2 separate regions of the Hordeum vulgare genome follow, and region 1 is linked to region 2. The links are chromatin contacts, called in public Hi-C maps. All regions are on one chromosome and are shown on one strand. Each heading gives the region's core, a stretch centred on a gene start, on an enhancer-like site or on the middle of the called end of the contact. The rest is flanking DNA. Distances are from core to core; before and after follow the strand shown.

Evidence for each region. A called contact is a pair of places that touch in the nucleus more often than the background predicts.
Region 1: a contact with region 2 is called in a Hi-C map of seedling, with 4 times the contacts expected there. The contact joins the promoter of LOC123444323 here to the promoter of LOC123440190 in region 2. A contact is called at or near these places in 2 of 6 Hi-C or Micro-C datasets (leaf and seedling).

Annotation. Positions count from the first base shown.
Region 1 is chr3H:468,934,320-468,937,254 of MorexV3_pseudomolecules_assembly, reverse strand. LOC123444323 (protein SPA1-RELATED 4-like) reads right to left here and starts at 1,614. Exons shown (of 7, transcript XM_045121008.1): 1 at 853-1,614; 2 at 612-769. The coding sequence starts at 1,341.
Region 2 is chr3H:468,593,088-468,595,957 of MorexV3_pseudomolecules_assembly, reverse strand. It overlaps LOC123440190 (lachrymatory-factor synthase-like), which reads right to left and starts at 1,364. Exons shown (of 1, transcript XM_045116764.1): 1 at 401-1,364. The coding sequence starts at 1,026. The coding sequence ends at 502.

The DNA.
Region 1 (2,935 bases), core at 365-2,864, 340 kb before region 2:
TACATACTCAATAAACATCGTACAGGTACTGATATTAATTCGAGGAATATCCAGCATATAGATCACTAACAAATGTTTGGTTTGGGTGGCCGAGAGGGGGGTGGATCTATTCCGGCGCAGAGGTTAGGTCACCTGCCAGACTAGTGTTTTTAAAATGCAAACATAAGTAGCTATGATGAAACTGAATTTGAAAAGAACACCATAAAAGGCCTGCCCATGCAAGTGCACTCACTCTAAAGATGGAACTTCAATAAGGATTGTTCTACTGAGACTAAGTCCAGCGTCAGTGGGTCATGAATCTGCTTACGTGAGACAGTTATATGACAGATTTTTTCCTGAAGTCATTACCATCAACACCTGGCAGATCATGTACGGAAAACAACCCCATCTATTTTATCATGCAGGAAAAAAAAGTGATGTGAAACAGTTATATGACAGCTATTTTTTCTTAAGTCATATTACCATCAACGCCCGGCAGATCATGTAGACATGTTAGGACAATGATGATGATGAATAATTACTAAAGTAGTTTGTGCTACCCAATGTGAAACAATCAACCCTGTTTTCAGCGATACTTTTATACAAATTATATGTAAATGACAGACATGAACCTCATCTTGGGTCGGGTGTCCGGTACAGGGTGCATCATCAACTGGCAGAAGGATGCTTCCTTGGGCCACTTGAGCAGCAATTGTGGCGGCAATACGCGGTACCTCAGATTGGCCATTGCCCGCATCTTCTCCTCCAACGTTTCGAAGCTGCAAAACAACTGCGAGCACGGCCGAAAAGCATTGGCAATGGAAATCGCGCCCAAAAGCACCAAGAGAATATTCATGTCAAGCAGCAGCGCACCTCGAACAGGAGCACCCCTAATCTATACACGTCGGAGGCGAAGGTAGCGCCGCCGCCGCTGTCGTCGGCTTCCTCGGGGCTAGTGTACCAGTTGAGCTCCATCGCGAGCACGCTTTTGAGCGGGAACCCCTTTTCGCTGCGGTCCTCCCCCGCTCGGCCCGCGCCGTCGCCCTGCCGCGGAGGCTCGGCGTCGTGGTCGGCGTCCTCGGAGGCGTCGGAGCCGGAGGCGTCGGAGCCCGAGGCGGACTCGATGAAGGCAACGCGGGCGAAGGGCGGGGACACGACGAAGCAGGACGGGCGCGCGCTGCCGACGGCGACGCCCTGCGCGTGCGCGTCGGCCACCGCCTCCGCCACCTGGCGGAAGACGTGCAGGCACTCGGGCGCCTCCACCGCCCGGGCCGGCCGGTCCAGCCACTCCCGCAGGCTGACCTCTCCTCCCTCCTCCTCCTCCTCCCCCCTCCGCGCCCCTCCGCCACGGGACACCTCCATGCCCGCCCGCGGCGCTCTACCCCATGGCCGGATCACGTCCGGTTCGCTGCGGCGGGCGGCTGCACCCGCTGCTCCCGGGACCCCATCCTACGCAACGCAACGCAACAAATGGCCCCAGAGCGGCGAGCGGCGAGGAGATAAGGATCTGAGGCCGCGGCAGCGAGCGGAGGCCAGAGACGAGCGTGTGACTGTGCTTGAGGGGGCGAGGGGCGAGCAGCGAGCCACACAAACACGCTTTAAAACGGAGACGGAGGGTCCTCCTCCCCTCCTCTCCTCCTTTGCTGCTTTATTTCGCCCTCGCCCGCCCCGCCCCGGTAGCCGACTCCCAGCCGCACAAACCCCGTTGCCTCGAACTGCACACCCCGCTGTTAGTGTTAGTATTAGCTCAACTTGAAGGCAGCCAAGCGACCAGCGGCTCCCCTCCCCTCGAACTGCCACCACACCACAGTACAGTGCCCCTGCGCTAGACACCAAACCTAACCAGAAAGAGGCAGACGAAACGCAGGGCGCTTCACGCCACCAGAAAGATAGAGATATACGTGCCCCCTGCTCCTCCCTCCCCTCCCCTCCCCTCCCATGGTTGCGGCGTGGTGCCCTTTCCTTCCCCTCAACTGATACGCTTCCAAGAATGATCTGATCTCACTGCATCCACCACGCCGTAGCCACAACCGAACCGGAGTAGAAAACAGCGGCCGCTGGCGGACCACGTCGCCCGCTGCCGATGACATCCCGGGCCCGCCGCGAGGTTAGCACTTGCGCTTCCAAAAGAAAGGGCGTGAATCTTGCGCCGGCAGTTAAAGTAGTAGCGGCTGTCTAGATAAAAAAAATCTGCGGTACGTGGCGCAGGATCGTCGCATGGGCAGATTAGCGCGGCTCGCGACTAATCAATGAATGCAACTAACTACTCTATTGGGTGACAAGTCGCTGTCGGGCGGGCCCACGTCATACATTCCGCCAGTCAGCGACCGCCTGCGCTTTACGGGGCCTACGTGGCGCGACGACGGCCGCGCGTCAAGCGGGGGACTCGAGGCGGCTCATGCAGCGGCCACGCATCCATCCATCCGCACCGGCGAGGAGTTTTTGCCTTTCGCAGCCTCGGGGTCGTGGCGCGTCGCTGCTGCCTCGCCCGCCTTGCTGGATGCGGCCGCACAGAGAGGGATTTGCTTACTCCAGTTAATCGCGATCTGAGCGGATAGTACCAGCCGGAAGTGGTAACCTTGCAGGGTTGGATTAACGTAACCACGATCCCAATTTTATCCACTTGCTTGAGTCGACGAGTGGACGGCACAATTGTTGTGCCGTATTGTATTATCCGAGGCAGGTTGGGGCCGTGTCCATGGCCGGCTTGTCTCGCAAGTCAAACCGACCCAAGGACCGGTCCCTCGCGCATATGCGGATGGCGCAGCCAGCCTACTCTGCATGCCCGTGTTCGTTTCTCCTTCGACTGGTCGGTTCAAATTTCAACCACATTGGGTTTGGTCATTTGGTGGTTCGTTATATTTGAGTGAAGTTTGAAACAAACTTATCTTCTTATGATCCGTTGGAATCTCTAACCCCTGAAATCGGCACCCCAACTGTCTAATCCCGGACGTCA
Region 2 (2,870 bases), core at 115-2,614:
TATACTGTATTACTGTTTGTGTGGAAACAGACTGCTCTACAATACCAGGGCTGCTGGATATGAGCTCAAAAAACCAGTCAACTCTATTCCCCATCGCCACAGATGCAAAACAAGTTATAGAGGCTTTTAAGGAAATTACTTTCAGACGTGTGAGAAGACCCGGCAATAGAATGACCCATGAGCTGGCCCCTCTGGCAAGAAGGCAAGGAAAATTTACTACTGTAGGAGATATCCCTCCCTCCCTTAGAAGTACTCTTGTGGATGATTGTAATAACTTGGCAGTGGTAATATAATCTGGCTGGGTTTTTTCCTCAAAAAAAAAAAAAGATAACATTTCCTTTTTTTTTAGAAGAACATATTTTGGATAGTCCAAACAAATCAAAGAATTTCTACAAGAAGATTTTCCAAGTCGAGTTCTCCAAATTTCCATTGAATTGCTTTGAATCACAAAGGCTTGGAGTTCTGATCGTACACACTGTCACGGAAAAGCCGAAGACATGATCAAAACACCCGCAAAGCAGGATCACCGTCGACGCTCACCACGATCTCCTCTTCGAGCCGCTTGGCGACGCCATGCGCGAGCTTCTCCAGGAAACCCAGGAAGCCTCCCAGCGTCCACCCCTTCACCGGATCGGCCTCGAACGACCACCTGACCGCGCACCCGGCCGGGTCGGGCTCCACGGCGATGGTCGCCCGGTACCGGCCGAACCCCTTGTTGGTCTCCACCACCTCGTAGCTGTAGGACCTCCCCGCGGCGTCGACCTCCAGGAGCCGTTCCCTGGACCAGCCGACCGCCTCCCCCGGCGCGGCCATGTTCACCGGCCCCGCGCAGTACCGGACGCACCCCGGCCGGCCGTCGTCGCCTTCCAGCCTCCGGCACGTGTGCACCAGCGGCACCCACTTGTCGAGGGAGCAGAAGTCTCGCAGCAGGGCCCACGCCTGGTCGGGGTTCGGCCCCGCCGCCGCGGCGCGCACGGTGCCGCGCCACTCGGGCGCCGTCTCGCCGTCCGGGCCGTGAGGCGCCATGCGCCGGCGCCTGTGCAGCGAGCTAGATCGCTATCGAGCGTAGCCGTCAGGTGTGTGACTCGAGCGAGTGCAACGTCGAGATCGTGGTGAATGTGATGAGGATCTGAGGACCAGGACCCATGGGCAGCAGAAATCTACGGGATCCGTCTAGACTCTGTTGATTGATTGTACGATTGGTGTCCACCGGCGGACTGGTGGAAGCTGCTGGGTGCCTCATACGGTCATACTCATACCGCGTGTTGTTCGCATGGTTTGTGAACCAAAAAAAATCGTAGTACATGCATTGTCAACATATTCTCTCTAGCTGGCAGCCTGGCACGAATGGACCTGAGCCAACGGCAGATGCTTGTCAGTTTGTGATGTAGACCTCCTCAAACTGGGGTACGTGGCCGAGCTACCTAAAAAGAAATCGAGCTTTTGATGCGGCATCGAGATGTGTACTCCCTCCGTTCCAAAATAAATAACTCAATTTTATACTAACTTTAGTATAAAATTAAATTATTTTTAAATCTTATTTTAGGATGAAGGAAGTGCATTTTACTATCGTTCGTACATGTGCTCATTGATGTGGAAAACCCACTTCCACAAAAACAATGGGGACATATTGGACGTGTTTGGTTGCCCCAACAGTACATGTATTTCTTTTACATCCGAAACCAATCAGGTGGAATAAAAATAGGCAACAAATCGACATTTATATGTTATTTGGTTGCTTGCATTGCATCAAATGTCACTTTATGGCCAGCTATTTGGTTGTCTGTATTTGTGTTTAAGGGATAAGTAGCTACAAACCATAATTGTTTGGCTGCATACGTGTTTGTGTTCTGTTCATTTTATTCAATATGATGGCCTTACCATCATATTATGCACAACAGCAGGCACAACACTAAACTAACATGTAAACAAACAACATCTGTATTTTTTTCACATCTCAAGCCCCAACTGCATTTTTTTATATCTCAAGCCAATTAGGTTGAATAAAAATAGGCAATGAAACATCTTATCATAACATCATGAAGTGTCGGTTAAATAACCAAATCCATGACTCTCTCTTTTCAACTACTCAGCACTTTGCTTAGTGTCCGGGCTACAAGGCTTGGTCTCCGCACTTAGATGGCCAATAGAATGACGGTGGAGGTTTTATAAGAAGCGAAAAAAATAAGAAAGCCTTACACTAATGCAGTTGGTCCTCGTGCAAACCTCCATTCCCACGCAACACGTGCCATGTGGCGGTCCACCCACCGCTTTTTTCCCCAACCTTATGTTATCCCCTTCCGCTTGTCTTTCTTCCCATCGCTTTTTCTCTTTTCTCATCTCTCTCATCTAGTAGAAGGAGAGGGTTTGCTACATGGACAAGCATTGTGAATCCATCTCCATTGACCACATCCATCGCTATCGCATGCCAAGGACGACATGTGGTCATGGCAACAACCACTGCTGCTTGCATGCCAAAGGACCGACATGCGGCAATGGCATCACACACCATGTTGCGATGTTGTCGCCCCCCATGCATGCTGCATCACAGCACCCAATCACCTTCACATTGCGATGGAGCACCATCACGCCGGTGGTGGCGCTATAGTGAAGCTTCACTACCAGCCATCAGGTGTTGCGGTGGAGCTTTGACGAAGCAGTCGGTGCTGCGATGGAGCACCGCCCACTACAACACATAAACTGATCGAAGGCATTCTCAAACGCCTCCAAAGGCCAACAAAATGCTAGCTTAGGCATTTGAAGGCATTTTAAAAAGTGCTGGAGATACTCCTAAAGGCAAAGGCCTTCCAAGGTACTTCTCTAAAACGCCTCGGGAACACAGCCTCGAGGCATTCTCAAAACGTCTACAA